2 separate regions of the Sus scrofa genome follow, and region 2 is linked to region 1. The links are chromatin contacts, called in public HiChIP or PLAC-seq maps. All regions are on one chromosome and are shown on one strand. Each heading gives the region's core, a stretch centred on a gene start, on an enhancer-like site or on the middle of the called end of the contact. The rest is flanking DNA. Distances are from core to core; before and after follow the strand shown. Region 1 holds the start of CCDC8 (coiled-coil domain-containing protein 8). Region 2 holds the start of FKRP (fukutin-related protein).

Region 1 (7,926 bases), core at 3,502-6,001:
GCTTTAGGGGAGGAGCTTCCTTGCCTCTTCCAGCTTCTGGTGACTCAGGTGTTTCTGGGCTTGTGGCCCATCACTCCAGGCTCTGCCTCCACTGTCACATGTCCTCCTCCTATTCAGTACATCTTTTCTGTGTGCTTCGATCTTTTAAGGACACTCCTAGCAGCAGTTAGGGTCCATGCACATAATCCATGGCAATCGCATTTCAGATTCTTACAGACATCTGCAAAGACCTGTTTCCAAATAAAACATTTTATTTATTTATTTATTTACTTATTTATTTATTGTGTTTTAGGGCCACACGTGAGGGATATGGAGGTTCCCAGGCTAGGGGTTGAGTCGGAGCTTCAGCTGCCGGCCTGCCACAGCCACAGCCACATGGGATCTGAGCTCAGTCTGTGACCTACACCACAGCTTATGGCAACGCTGGATACTTAACCCACTGAGGGAGGCCGGGGATTGAACCTCATCCTTGTGGATACTAGTCAGGTTTGTTACTGCTAAGCCACAACGGGTTCTCCTAAAACATTTTCAAATTCCAGGGATTAGGACCTGAAATCTTTGGGTAGACATTATTCAGCCTGTGAGCCCCCCTCCTTTAAAGGGCCCCTCTATGTTGCTAAAAGTGGACAAATTATAATTTCCAATCTGGCTCTTGGCTGGTATTGTACTTCCAGTTGGCAGAGTTCCTCTGGGGACACTTAGTTCCTCTGCTGTTTCTGCTCAGCCTGGCCAACCAGCACCTCTGTCAGAGTCATTTGGGAAGGTTTTTTTTGTTTTTTTGTTTTTTTTTTTTTTTTTGGTCTTTTGTCCTTTTTTAGGGCCGCACTCGCTGCATATGGAGGTTCCCAGGCTAGGGGTCTAATCAGAGCTGTTGCTGTCAGCCTACACCACAGCCACAGCAATGCCAGATCCTAGCCTTGTCTGCAACCTACACCACAGCTCATGGCAACGCCTGATCCTTAACCCAATGAGCGAGGCCAGGGATGGAACCCGCAACCTCACGGTTCCTAGTCAGATTTGTTTCCTTTGCACCACGACAGGAACTCCCATTTGGGAAGATTTTTTAATGCAATAACCTACCCCCACCCTAAGACATTCTGATCCAATAAATTGGACTCAGGAAACTGATTTCTAAAACTCCCCAGTAATTCTAATGAGCAACCAGATTTGATAATCACTGTTTTAGAGAAATGTGCCACCTGAATGAATGAATGGACGATTCTTCAAATATATGGTTGCTCTAACCATTGGTTTTGCTTCCATACTCAGTGAACAGCCTTCTGATTTTGGAATGAGGAGGGTGGGAGGCAGGGGTGACCCAATTATGTGGGCAGAGTGTGGACCACAAGGCTGCTTCCTGCTGTACATGTTGAGAACCTACTATGTGCTGTCATTTAACCCAATAGGATCTGCTTCAGCAGTTAACAAACCCGACTAGTATCCATGAGGACTCGGGTTCTATTCCTGGCATTGCTCAATGGGCTAAGGATCTGGTGTTGCCATGAGCTGTGGTGTACGTCACAGACGTGGCTCAGACCCTGCATTGCTGTGGCTGTGGTGTAGACCAGCAGCTACAGTGCCAATTGGACCCATAGCCTCGGAACTTCTGTATGCCACAGGTGCAGCCCTAAAAAGACAAAAGACAAAAAAACCCTGAGATTGATCTGCTTTAACTGATATGGAAAGACTTCAACACATGCTTTTAAATGAAAAAAGCAAGTTTTTAGCACTAGATCTAGCCTAATCCCCTCACTCATTCATTCAACAAATATTTTGAGCGCCTACCAGCACTGTTCTAGATTCTGCAAATTCAGCAGTGAACGAACCAGACAAATATAAATCTCTGCTCTCATAGGGCTGGAATTCCAATAGGGTGAGACAATAAATAAGAAAATACCAGGAAGCGATGTGGTGAAAATAATTCAGGATGATGTTAAAAACCCTCATGAGGTAAATTCTAAAGTTATCCCTGCAAGAATTTTTTTCCTGGAAAGCACAGAGGTATTTAATTGAGATTACTCTGGGGGAAGGGGCTGGAGGCTTAGGGCTGGTAGCTAGACATTTTTTATTTTACACGGTTCGGCAATTCCAGCATTTTCGTAACATGTACTTGTCACCTTTATTATTATTTTCTAGAGTGGCAACCAAGGGTAGCTGGGTAGAGAGATTTGAGCCATGTTTTGTTTTCTTTCTCCATTCTTGCTGGGTTTTTCATTTCTTTTAAACAAGTATAAAAGTGGGAGCTGTAATTATCGTTTTTTCTGGGGCGGCTGGAGAATCTCGCCTGCCAAAGAACTGGGAATCTAAATCCCTCACAGCGGAACTGCCCAGGGGTTGGCAATTTTTGCAAAAATGTTGAACATTTGGGCTTTTATTTCTAGGATAATCTCCACCACCCCACCCCACCCCGCCTCCGCCACATACGCAACTTTTACCAGTTACAAAACCCAGTGTCTCATCTGCGAGGTCATTCCCACGTGGAAGCCTTGACTTCTCAGGGCTGGATTCTTAAGTCAACATTTAGAAATTTTTAGTTTCGGGCCCCTACAAAACAGCTTTTCAGAGAAACTGACGAGGAAATCAGGCCTAGAGATGGGAAAAGAAGCGGAGAAGAGGCGCTGCCCTGCCCCGCCCACCCTCTCAGAGCAGCCTCTAGCGAGGGAGCGCGTCTCCTCGTCGCCATGGAGACCGCTGGGAGGCGGGGCTAGAAGCTGTGCAAAAAAGGGCGGGGCGCGGTTGGGGGGCGGGGACTGAGCCCGGGGGCAGTTGGGATGGACTTTTTGAGGAGAAAATACAGCAAAGCCTAAAGACCTGGCTCTGTAAAAGCAAAAACAATCCAAATGAGCCAATAATTGTACAAAAATTTCCCTGAGACCTTAGCCGTCCTCTGCCTGCCAAGTATCTTTCTTTCTTCTTTCCCTCTCTCTCTTCCCGCTTACCCCGAACATCTGCCCAGTTCCTTCACGAGTTAAGTGAAATCACATGCTGTGAGTTAAACGAAATTATATGTGTTTATTTTATTTTATTTGTTGTTGTTGTTGTTGTTGCTATTTCTTGGGCCGCTCCCGCGGCATATGGAGGTTCCCAGGCTAGGGGTCGAATTGGAGCTGTAGCCACCAGCCTACGCCAGAGCCACAGCAACTCGGGATCCGAGCCGCGTCTGCAACCTACACCACAGCTCACGGCAACGCCGGATCATTAACCCACTGAGCAAGGGCAGGGACCGAACCCGCAACCTCATGGTTCCTAGTCGGATTCGTTAACCACTGCGCCACGACGGGAACTCCATATGTGTTTATTTTTATACCTTATATTAGAGTCACTAGTTTACCCGGGTTTTTTGGTGTTTGGGGAATTTTTTTTTAACATTTGCATACATTAAAATTGGTCTCCTTTGTAATCCAATAATACAATACCATGCATTGCAAAACTATCCTGAAAAGGGTCCTTGACATGGAAAAGGTTAAGAATTCCTAAGCTAAAGGGTCCTCAAGAGGGTAGAGACTGCTCAGTAATTTGGGGAGGGTGCAGTATGACCTCTGAAGTGATAACCTTTTGCAACACCCTAGCGCCTAGTGCTTAAGGATCCAGTATTGTCACTGCTGTGGCATGGGCTAGATCCCTAGCCTGAGACCTTCTGCACGGCCAACAACAAAAAAAGATGACATTTGAGCAGAGGGAGATTGCCAAGAGAAGGTAGGGGCAGAACTTTCTGGGTGTTGGGACCAGTGATGCAAAGGACCTGAAGGTGGAGGTAAGCCCGATTTATTGGATGACCAATGAGGAGGCAGGTGTGGCTGGAGTGGAGTGAGGAAGAGAGAAAGAGAGCGGGAAGTGGGACTTTGTGGGTGATGGCGAGGACTTTAAAATTAGAGGAGAGGAGTTCCCGTCGTGGCGCAGTGGTTAACGAATCCGGCTAGGAACCATGAGGTTGCGGGTTCGATCCCTGCCCTTGCTCAGTGGGTCGGGGTTCCGGCGTTGCCGTGAGCTGTGGTGTAGGTTGCAGACGCGGCTCGGATCCCGAGTTGCTGTGGCTCTGGCGTAGGCTGGCAGCTACAGCTCCGATTCGACCCCTAGCCGGGGAACTTCCATATGCCGCAGGAGCGGCACAAGAAATAGCAAAAAGACAAAAAAAAAAAAAAAAAAAAAAAAAAAATTAGAGGAGAGACAGATCTGGCTTAAGTTGCTAGGTTGGGGGTGGATTGATTATAGGCAGTGAGAAGGAAGCAGGGAGCCCCACGAGGAGGGATTTGTATGGATCCAGGCAAGCATTGAGGGCAGCTGGACATGCGATGGCTTTTAAGGGGTCAAACAGCCTAGCACTCTCAGGAGGACGCAGATCAGCTGTATCTTCAGAGCCTGGAGTTAGTTCTAACGTCTGGGATCTGGTTCAAATATCTGGCTCTCCACTTCGAACTGTGCAATCGGGGACCAGCCTCAGTGTCCCCAGCTGTAAGGAGATGATAGTGAAGGCATTCACCTTTCGGTGTAGCTCTGCAGATTCATAACAGGCCCACTCAGGATGCCTGGTTTCAAAGAAAGCATCCATGCAGGTTAACCGTTATTATTACTAAGGCAGTTGTTGCTGTGCATGTGGTTGCCTCACAGTTACCCAAGAAGCTTTGCGAATCCTGACCCTTTAATTTAACTTATTTCAATTAACATTTTTGAGGTATCTGAGGTCCTTCAATTTAATTTAACTTATTTCAGTTAACATTTTTGATTGTTAAAAATTGAAGCACTCCAAAATGATAGAGTGAAAAGTCATGTGAAAAGTGAAAAGCCACCTCCGGGGTCCCCAGATATAGCCACTGTTGGCAGTGCTTCTACACATGACAAATGTATGTATACACCTAGGCCCTTTGGTCTACACACACATTAGACTGTTTCAGAATCAAATCCAGGTTCAGTCTTCTTCCTGGCCATGTGACCTTGAGCAAGAGATTGATTTTATTTCCTCAGCTGTACAATGGGAATGAGCATCGTATTATCTGTATCCTGATGTTTTTGTGTGAATTTTATGAGTTAATTTATAAAAAGCACTTAGCATGGTCCTTCGTACGTAGGAAGTGCTCCCTAAAATGTGTTTATTCTCAGTCACTTCTCTTTTTCATAACGGCCTAGTATTTCACCGTTAGTCCCTACCGGTGAACAATTAGGTGCATTCATTCACTCAAAAATATTTCTTGAGCACCTACTCTGTGCCAAGCCCCATGATGAGCTGCAATAAGACCTTGATACCAGGTTCTTCACCCACATGTCTGGGTATATGGCTAGGAACTGCCGGTACCCAAAGTCACTTAATTTTAAGATGGTACTATACTGTCAGTGGCTTTCCAAGGGATTGCCCGATGATGAGCGCGCCCACCTTCAGGGCTGGGCTGGAACCCGCACTTTTGGGACGGTAGTTTCGGGAACTGCTGCCTTTCTCAGAGAAAGCTGCTGACGTGGGCGTCGGCACCGCAGGCCTTTGGCTTGGAAGCCGGGGCCCCTGAGAGGCCCGGGGCGCAGCCACACCCCTGGGGGGGAGGGCGGCGAGGGCGCCCCAAGGGGAGTGGACAGCCCCCCTGTCAGTCTTCCCCGAGTCCGGGAGTGTAAGCCGAGCAGGGAGAAGGTGGGCCTCATCCAGGGGGAAGGCGAGGAGGAACTTCCTGCCCGCGCGCGCACTCGCCGGCCCTGGGCGCGCAGGCTGGGGGCGGAGGCGCGTCAAGGTCAGCCTGGACCGAGGTGGCAGCCTGCCTAGGGGCGGGAGACCCTCCTGGGGAGCTGGCTGCGGCCTCCAAGAGCCTCGGCCATATTGAACAGCCACAGCTGAGCCGTCTTTGTCTGCAAAGTCCTTTCCCAAGTTCCAGGGACGTCCCCTGTGCCTGGCACAGGAAGAGCCACCAGCAGTCCTTACACTGAGTTGGAGCCGGGACACCCATTTACAGCTTGCGGCGGGCTTGGAACCTTGAGACTCCGACTCACGTAAGCACCCTGAATCGATTCCCACCAGTCCTTGAGGGGAGCGAACTGGATCACGACCCGACTTGTTGCGGGCAGAGAAACTGGGAGGTGAGATTCCCGGCCGCGCTCTTGGGACCGCATCCCCACCCCAAGACTCGGCGCTGCGAGTAGTTTGGGCTCCTTGCCCGCACTTTAGATTTCACCCTGGAGATCTTAAAGACCCTCGAGAAAAGCCACGTGGGGGGCTGGTTCCCCTGGGGCTTCCTCCCTTCCCCTGATTGCCTGATCCTCTGGAGCGTCCCCGACATCTGCAAAGATGTGGATTTGGACGTCCTCGTGGAAGCCTTGAAGCCGGTGGGGACATTCAAGAAGATCGGCAAGGTGTTCCGCCGCGAGGAGGACTCCACGGTGGGGATGCTGCAGATCGGCGAGGACGTAGACTATTTGCTCATCCCCCGCGAGGTCAGGCTGGCGGGAGGCGTCTGGAGGGTTATCTCCAAGCCCGCCACCAAGGAGGCGGAATTTCGGGAGCGGCTGATCCAGTTTCTGGAGGAAGAAGGCCGCACCCTGGAGGATGTGGCCCGCATCATCGAGAAGAGCACCCCCCACCCGCCCCAGCCCCCTAAAAAGCCCAAGGAGCCCGGATCGAGGAGGAGAGTCCCGCAGATGGTGACGCCACCTCCTCGGCTGGTCGTGGGTACTTATGACAGCAGCAATGCCAGTGACAGCGAGTTCAGCGACTTTGAAACCTCCAGAGACAAGGATGACAAGGACCACAAAGGCACGGGGCGTGGAAGGAGGCTGCGCAAAATGCCTGTCAGTTACCTGGGCAGCAAATTCCTTGGGAGCGACCTGGAGAGCGAGGATGACGAGGAACTGGTTGAGGCCTTCCTGCGGCGAGGAGAGAAGAAGCCCAGTGCCCCGCCGGCCCGCCGCCGTGTGACCCTGCCAGTGCCCATGTTTGAGGACAATCCGGGACCCCAGCTGTCCAAGGCTGATAGATGGCGGGAATATGTCAGCCAGGTGTCCTGGGGGAAGCTGAAGCGGAGGGTGAAGGGCTGGGCACCGAGGTCCAGCCCAGGGGTGGGTGAGGCCCGGCAGGCCTCTACCAGGGTGGAGAGGGATGGCGCATCGGTGCCAGGCAGCTCAAGCCTCGGGGAGGACAGGGGAAATGCAGGAGATGGGCGGGTGCCTGAGAATCCCCCAAGTCGGTGGAGACCCAAAATCAATTGGGCCTCCTTCCGTCGTCGCAGGAGGGAGGAAGCCCCAACTAGAGCTCAGAGAACAGAGGCTGCAGATGATCAGAGGGCAGAGGTAGTAGTGGTCCCGGGGGCAGAGGCCATAGCTCTCCAGGGGGCAGAAGCTGTGGATAATCAGAGGGCTGAGGCCCCTGCTGCTCAGGGGGCAGAGGACCCAACTGTCCAGAGAGTAGAGGCTGCAGATAATCAGAGGGCAGAGGCCCTAGCTGTCCAGGGGGCAGAGGCGCCAGCTGTCCAGAGGGCAGAGGCCATTCCTGACCAGAGGGCAGAAGCTGCATGTAGTCAGAGGGCAGAGGCCCTGGCTGTCCAGGAAGCTGAATCCTCAGCTGCTTGGAGAGCCACAGGGGCAACCCCAGGAGCCAGGACCCGGAAACCGGTCAAGACAGTGAGGTTCCAGACCCCCGGCCGCTTTTCGTGGTTTCGAAAGCGCCGGAGAGCCTTCTGGCACACCCCCAGGTTGCCCACCCTGCCCAAGAGAGTCCCCAGGGCAGGCGAGGCCAGGAGCCTCAGGGTCCTGAGGCCTGAGGCCAGAGCAGAAGCAGAACATGAAGAGCAAGAAGATCAGCTGTGAGGCAAGGGCAGGGGGGGTCACAGAGGACCCTGCCACCTGTCACAGTATTGGCCAGCCAGGGTGTGTCCCTGACTCCCCTGCACTTGGGCAGAGATGCTATAATCTGTCCCCACACTTGAAAATGGAGATAAATCAAGGGCCTGGCAGTGC
Region 2 (7,926 bases), core at 2,744-5,243, 150 kb after region 1:
CGGCCCTCATACCTGCTCAGCCTCCCCCTTCACCTCCTCGCCCCCATATCAAGCCCTGATCTCCCCTCTCCTAATGATGACGTGAGAATCTTACTAAGCCCATTCTGCTCCGATCCTCTGGCAAAGAAGGGAAAAAAGAGAACCAGAAACATGTGGTTGAAGTATCCCAGGTTGGTGGAATACCACAAAGGGGGAAGTGTTGGTGGCCAGTCCCTCCCACCCCCGCAGGATCTGCCAGCGCTGCGGTGGGCTGGCAGGTAAGGCCGGGATCTGGAAGTTCTCTACCCACCGCCACTCCCTCTGGCCAGACTGTTGGAACACATGCGCCCCCAAAACCGCGCTGAGACAGGGCTGCCGCCTCCCCTCCAGCTGTTCCTCTCCACCCCGGCTGCATCAACAAAGCTTTTGGAGGGGCTGAGATGCCCAAGAGCTACGACGCCTCCACATCCCAACCTTTCTGTCCCAGCCCCCTTCCCGTGCCAGTTCAGTTCCGCCTGGCCCTCCACTGCATCTGCTGCACTCCACTCCTCTGGGGCTCCTGGCAGGGCTAGGTCCCCATGGATCCCTCAGTGCCCCGTGGGAGGCTGGAAGTGGGGAGGGGCCAGCTCCATACCATCTCTGCCGGCAGCGCACTCGCCACAGCTCCCTGCCGCTGCCCTACGTGAAATGTCCAGTTCAGACCCACGTGCCCCACCCTGAGCTTCCTCTTGTCCTCAGAGAGCTCACATCCCTTCCCAGAAGAGCCACGGATCATGCACAGAGCCACACAGTCAAAACCTTTACCGTGGGAGTTCCCGTCGTGGCGCAGTGGTTAACAAATCCGACTAGGAACCATGAGGTTGAGGGTTCGATCCCTGCCCTTGCTCAGTGGGTTAAGGATCCAGCGTTGCCGTGAGCTGTGGTGTAGGTTGCAGACGCGGCTGGGATCCCACATTGCTGTGGCTCTGGCGTAGGCTGGTGGCTGCAGCTCTGATTTGACCCCTAGCCTGGGAACCTCCATATGCCGCGGGAGCGGCCCAAGAAATGGCAAAAAGACAAAAAAAAAAAAAAACACCTCTACCGTGTGACCGTGCAGAGGTCTCTGTAGCCTCCTGCACAAACCAGTCTCTTCCATCAGCCTGGAAGTTTCTGAATGGCAGAAACTGCGTCATCTCCTTCTCAGAATCCCCCCACTGGGCAAAGTCCTGCTCATTATCACCTGTGCTGATGCTGCCTCCCTGCTTGAATTCTTGGGCGCCTCCTGGCAGGACCTCACAAGGCTGTGTTTTCTGCCATTCCCCACACACTGACTGCACACAGGTCCTGTGCCAGGAGCAGCTGCACTCAGCTATTTGGAGAAAAGGTATTCAGAACTGGAAAAATCTGATACAGTCCAGGCCTTAAAGGATCTCACAGGAGAAGTCGCACCTCTCTAAGTGATAAGTGCTCAAGTCAAAGTGTATAAAAAGAGGTGCTGCTGATGCGAGTGTAAATGCGGGGCAACCTGCCAGACCCAGTCCCCGCTTCATAAACACACCTCTTCTCCTGTTCCACCCCCTCCACCCGTCTCTTCTGCTGTACTCACGCGGGGATACAAGGATATTTGCTGCAAACAACCTAAAATTCCATCAAGAGGGCTCCAATTAAATGAGCTGGGATACAAACACCAGTGGAATATAGTTTTCAAAAACAGTGAGTATTGCTCTCTGTGCTGATATGAAAGGAACACCAAGACGCATGACTATGTGGGAAAAAAGGTCACAAAATGATACACATGATATGATCTCATATATTACACACATGGAGCTGAACTACTTTCACAGAAAACAGTTGGGGAGGCGAGTTAGGGAGCAGGTCAGGAAAGGGACGGGGGTCCCCTTCACTCACATGTATGTAATATGTGCACACAGATGCCTGAGCGCTTTGAATGTGCGCTAACATAACAGAACAAAAGAAAACAAAGTGAGTGGCGCCGGAGGCTAGACAAAGGAGCGTCTAAGCGGGTGCTATCCACAACTTTCTCCCAAAGCCCAAGAAGACCACTAAGGAGGGGAACAGACACATCTTTTCTCTTGTTTGTCTCAAAGATGAGGAGGTGGGTTGGGGGGTGCTGCAGGCTGCACAGGTGTGAAGTCCCAGACACCAAGCACCAAGATTTAACCCCAGGTCTGCTGTGACTGCTTGGACGTTCCCGCAGAGGCCAGAACTTCCTGGAACAGGCTTCTCCTCTGTCCTGGGCATCAGAGAAGTATAACGCATGGGCTCGAAAGCCCACAGACCACCTCTGCCACCCACAGGCTATGAGTCTAGATAAATCACTGACCTGCTCAAAGCCTCCACTTCCTCTTCTGCTTGATTTCTTTAAAGGGGAGGGAAGGGGGGGAATATCACTTACCCTCCCAGAAGGTTGCAAGGATTTATTTAAAGTGCCTGACACAATGCCTGGCACATAGTATGTGCTCAATAAACAGCAGCTGCGATAGCAGCTGCTGAGCGAGGGCAAGGACACTGGCCCTGCCTACATGAAGGGGTACTAAGAAGATCTAAAAAGACGTACTCTGGGAAAGAGCTCTGGAAGGAGAGATGGAACACAAAAACAAGGGGTACTTGCATAAGGATTTCTCTCCCACCCAACCCCCCCAGCACCAAGCCTCAGCTACCACAGAGCCAGGATCCCTACAGGGGTGGGAGAATTGCGGGATGCTCTCTCTATTCATCCCATGGACAAAATTCTAACCAGGTGTTTCTTTCAGTCCCCACCTCTCCTAGACAGGAAACAGCAAATCAGAGGGGGAAAGATGCTAGAAGCAGGCGCTGACTTCTGCTGATAACACCACAGACCAGGACCCCTCAGACTCCTGGCAGCACATCCTTAGAACCCTTAAAATCCTCACAATTCTGATACCCAGGCTCCTAGGGACACCCAGCAAACGGACCCACATCTCTCAAGGTCACAAAACCCAGCCCAGCTCCTCGGCGCCTTCCAAACATCATCCCAGGGGTACAGCCCTCCCTCAAGCTACTCCACAAACCAGAGTCCTTTCCCAGAAACTTCCACAAACACTACCCCCCACCCCAGGATCTTTGTGAGATTCTTCCTCTGGCTGCCTTCCTGCTCTACAAAATGCTCCCCGCCACCCCCAGATTCGGCCAATTCCTCGTGTCTTCACCCCACGCCCCAGCTCCACCGCTGGACACGGCCGACCTCCTCTCATTCCAGGTCGGGGCTCTGCACCTGACATCTTCCACACCTCCCATCTCTGGGCGGGAGTCCCCCCATCTCCCACATCCCCGAAGAGTTTCTCGGCTCTCAAGCTCTTCCAGCACAGGCTCCTGGGGCACGTCCTGGCCCCCTCCATGATTCCACCCCCGGGATCCCTTCCCGGGAGGCGGTAGCGACGCACTGCCAAGGCTCCACAAAGTTTCCTCCTCAGAGGGAAGGGGCACACACCTTCATCTGACACCCCCGAGACCTCGCTCTCCTCCCCGGAGTCCCGGCAGAGCCATCTTTCAGTCCCCGCCGTCCTAACACTCCGAAACAAACCCGTCCTGAGCTCCCTGACTTCCTCTCCCTACTCACAAGGGAGCCCAGCCCCGACCTGCTCTCGACTCCGGCGAGTCCCAAGTCCCCCCAACGTCCCCTCTTCCCACCCGGGGCCCGCCGGGCTCCACCTCCAACGGGGACGGAGTGTGACTCCCTCAGCACCCTGCATGTTCTTTGCTCACTCCCGTACAAGACCCCTCCATGCCCTCTCATCACCCTTGGCCGAGTTCTCTTGGGGTCCGCTCGGGTCCCCGAGGCCACTCTCTCAGGGACCCTTCGGCCAGTCCGTTCACCCCCACTCCCACTCCCAGCCGGTTCTGGTCCCCTGCGCCCTTTCTCTTGGCTGCCCCGGTCGGGCCCTCCAGCCCCTGGGCCCCCCTCCCGTCTCCAGCCGCCCAGGAGCCCTCAGGACCCCCCTCGGACGGCCCCTCACTCCGTCTGCGGGCCGGTCGCGGTCCCCTCCCGCCCCCCCCCGGCAGTCCCGGCGGCCATTGCTCCAAGATGGCGGCGGCGGCAGCGGCGGGTGAGGCCGGGCCGGGCCGGGCCGGGCGGGGGGGTCGAGGGTCCCTGGGCGGCGCTCACCTGTAACTCGGCGCGGCGCTCACCTGTAACTCGGCGCGCTCCGCCTCCCAGCGGGCCTTCTCCGCTTCGAAGCGCGCCCACTCGTGCTGGATAAAGTGTAGGATCCCCGGCAGGCTCAGGGGCTCCGGCCCCGCCGTGGGGCCGGGGCTGCCTCCGCCGCCGCCTCCCTTGGCAGCCGGGCCGGGCCCGGGGGCGGGGGCAGAGACCGGAGCCGCCCCCGTCGGGCCCGGGCCCGCGCCGGAGCCGAGTGGGCGGCTGGAGGAAGCGGCGGCGGCGGCAGCGGCGGCCGCTCGCTCCTCCATCATGGAGGCCCCGGGGCCGGCCCGCGCGCCCGCTGTGCTTCGCGCGCCTGCGCGGCCGCGCCAGCCCTCGAGCGCGCGCTCGGCGGGGGCCGGGGGGGCCGGTGCCGGGAACGATGTCGGGCGCGCGCCTCGCCCACCCGGGTCGACCCCCAAGGCGCGCGCATGGAGGGGCGAGGAGGGGCGCGCGCCTGGAGGAGGGCAAACGCGACCCAGACCCCTTAGGAAGCGCAGGACTTTGGGAGGGGCCGCTTCCTGTACCCCTCCTCCGGCTTCACCCCAAAGAAAGATTCTAGCCCTCTCCAGACCCAAACACCACTCTCCTAGATCACCGTCCCTCTTTGAGAGAAAGGGCGACCACCAGGGGTGGTTTCACCGATGGCCCCATCCTGATTCCTGGCCCGGGGCGGTTGTCATGGTAACTCTTCCTCAGTCGGGGACACCCTTAGCCTCCCTTCCCCTCCACCTTTATGGTCCTGGAGCTCCACCTCTCCTGGCCCTGCACCTACCTATAGGAGGTTGCTAAGGTCACCCAAGTCCCCGGTGGTCCTTCGGCCCCTACCCTCCTTGGTTACTATGGCAACCTCACCTAGCGCTCAGGTAGAAAGGAGCCTGGCCCCAAGGACACTGCTGAGGGAAACATCTCTTTCCCAGCCCCTCTCCCCAGCCTCCTGGTTGGCATTACCATGGTAACCATCTCCCCCTTTCCCATGGTGGGAGGGCCTTGGACCAGCCAGGTGTTTTTATTTAGAGGAGGAGATGCTCTGCTGAGGAGTAGTTGTTATGGTTACAAGATGCGGGCTATCCCTAGGGAGGTGAGAAACTGGCAGAGCCAAGTCCTGGGTACTATGGTAATGGGGGCACTCTGCCTTCCAATGACCCTAGAACCAGGCCCACCAAGGTAGAAGACATTTTAGGATTGTCTCTCAGAATGTAATGTGTCTAGGGAAGGGGTTGTCATGGTAACACCTTCTATCACTTCTACCCCTACCTTTCTGGACACATTCACGAAAGAAGGGATGGGTATAGGTTGCTATGACAGCCTTCCTTTCACTGCTAAGATGCTTCAGGTAGGTGATGCCTGCCTGAGCTTATGAGATTTCATAAGATGAAATTGTGCCCTGTTGTGTGAAGTTGGTTGATTTGGGGTTTTCTGGTTCATCTTCCTTCAGCAGTGCAGCTGAGCTGGGCTGGAACCACCCCCTTGGAGTTCCGTCAGCCTGCACCCTAGGAGGTAAGCAGCCCCTCAGTGTCACCAGCACTCGTGGGAACTGCCCTTGTCCCCAAAGGTTTTTCTACATATCACTCATTTGCTCTACCCATCACATTCCCATTCTACAGATGCAGCAGTTGAGGTTCAAGCCAGGGCAGAATCTGGACCCACTTACATTGTTTTGTGGGGAGAGGAGAGACAAAATCTCAGCTTAAGTGTTCTCTCCTCCCATGGCCACCTTTTTCTCTCTCACGCCCCCTGCTGGTTTCCTGCCCTGTCAGTAAGTCATTTTCATGGTTTTATCTATCTTCCTCCCTCTGGAGGGCCTGTCCAACAACCGCCTGGTTCATCCTGTGTCCCCAGAACACAGAGGGCACTCAATAAATATCTCTTTGTTGAGTTAACGACGTTGAACTAATTAATTAAAGTGCCATATTCAGCTTTGAAAGCACCTGTCAGGTCAGGGCTGGGGACAGGGGTTATCTCGCTAAAGATAGGCTGAGAATGGACTGTCTTTATGCACCCAAGAGAGACAGCTTTTATTGGTTAAAAGCACAACTCTTGAGGAGTTTCCATCGTGGCTTAAATACTAGTGGTAACAAATCTGACTAGTATCCGTGAGGATGCTGGTGCGATCCCTGGCCTTGCTCAGTGGGTTGAGGATCCCACGTTGCTGCGGCTGTGGCATAGGCCTGTAGCTGCAGCTTGGGTTCAACCCCTAGCCTCAGAACTTCCATATGCTGTGGGTGCGGCCCTAAAAAAACAAAACAAAACAAAAAACAACTCTGGAGCCCGCTTCCAGGTCAAATCCTGGGTCTGCCACCTCCCAGCTGTGTGACCTCAAGCAAGTGACTTTACCTTTCTGAACCTCAGTTTCCTCATCTTCAAATGTGATCATAACACAAAGATTAAATAAGTTAGTATTGCTAAATTTCTTTTTTCTTTTCTTTTTTTTTTAGGGCCTTATCTGTGGCATATGGAAGTTCCCAGGCTGGGGTCCAATCAGAGCTACAGCCGTTGGCCTGCGCCACAGCCACAGCAACATGGGATCCGAGCCACGTCTGAGACCTACACCACACCTTCCAGCAACGCGGGATCCTTAACCCACTGAGGGAAGCCAGGGATCAAACCCGAATCCTCATGGATTCTAGTCAGGTTCATTAATTGCTGAGCCACAAAGGGAACTCCAGTATCAGTAGAGTTCTTAGAACAGGGTCTGGCACATCACGAGCAGCTAGAACTGTTGACATATTATGATCCTTTAAAATCATCATTTCATCCACTTTGCCCCAGTGAAGGGATTTTAAGTCCTTACAGTTGGGGAAGCCAAGCCTGACCTTGTCAGGGACTAGATGATTCCTCTTGCTTTCCTCTCTGGTCCCCTCACCTCCTCATCTGGTTCTCATTCCCCCTGGTCCCTGAGGAACTAGTTTCTGTTCTCTGTCCTGTTGGGCACTTCCTGGCAAGAGGCAGCTGGACAGTGTGTGGTGAGAGCCAGGGCCCGGGGCTGGAGGCCTGGGCTCTACTCCCTCCAGCCTTCCTCTCTCTGGGCCACAGATTCCCCCTCTGAATAATGGGAGTCAGTCAGTCATTCCACACAGATGTCTTGAGCACCAGCTGTGTGCCAGGTACTGAGCTGTGCTCTGGGTATATAGCAGAGACCAAAACAGACAAAAGAGCAAACAAAGTAAGTGAAATCTACATGATAGCTACTAGGGGAGGAACATAAGGGGGGGGGGGCTCATAGGAAGTAGGTGGGAGATAGGAAGCGCTTTTTTTTTTTTAAAGTAAAGCCACCGAAAGAAGGGTTTCCTGGACAGATGACATTTGAGCAAAGACTCAAAGGCCAAGGGAGGAGGCATGCAGCTGCCGCCCAGGGCGGGGATCATGCAGGCAGAGGGAACAGCCAGTGCTGCAGGTGGAAGCTCCCGGGTATATTTGGAGAATGGCATTTTGTGGCCCACGTGGCTGCGGTGGAGTGAGCAAGTGGGCAGGGGCAGAATCCTCATCACTAGACCACCAGGGAACTCCCTAATTCAAAGTTTAACAGGATCCCTTTGGGTTCCGATGGGGAACAAACTGAAGAGGACATGGGTGAAGCAGGGGGATGGTCTCTTTAGAATCGTTAAAATCTTAAACCCCCCAAGGTTCCCTGCTGCGTTTCTCTATACCTAAGTGCTCCGATTCTAAGATTTTTTTTAAGACCCTGAAGATTCTGTGGTTCCAAAGATTCCTCCCCCTACAATCATGTGAGTTGCTTGAGCACCCCCCCCGGGGGGGGGGGCGTGTTCGTCTCTGTGTGTGCTGAG

What was found. HiChIP or PLAC-seq counts read pairs in DNA pulled down with a chosen protein or histone mark.
Region 2: a contact with region 1 is called in an H3K27ac HiChIP or PLAC-seq map of skeletal muscle, with 3 times the contacts expected there. The contact joins the promoter of FKRP here to the promoter of CCDC8 in region 1. A contact is called at or near these places in 1 of 5 promoter capture datasets (liver), 1 of 47 Hi-C or Micro-C datasets (embryonic fibroblasts) and 1 of 2 datasets of contacts at active chromatin or transcription factors (skeletal muscle).

The regions. Positions count from the first base shown.
Region 1 is chr6:52,469,757-52,477,682 of Sscrofa11.1, forward strand. It overlaps CCDC8 (coiled-coil domain-containing protein 8), which reads left to right and starts at 4,752. Exons shown (of 1, transcript XM_003127233.4): 1 at 4,752-7,926. The coding sequence starts at 6,361. The coding sequence ends at 7,776.
Region 2 is chr6:52,623,473-52,631,398 of Sscrofa11.1, forward strand. FKRP (fukutin-related protein) reads left to right here and starts at 3,994. Exons shown (of 2, transcript XM_021094618.1): 1 at 3,994-4,046; 2 at 5,577-7,926. STRN4 (striatin-4) reads right to left here and starts at 4,438. Exons shown (of 17, transcript XM_021094615.1): 1 at 4,129-4,438. The coding sequence starts at 4,410.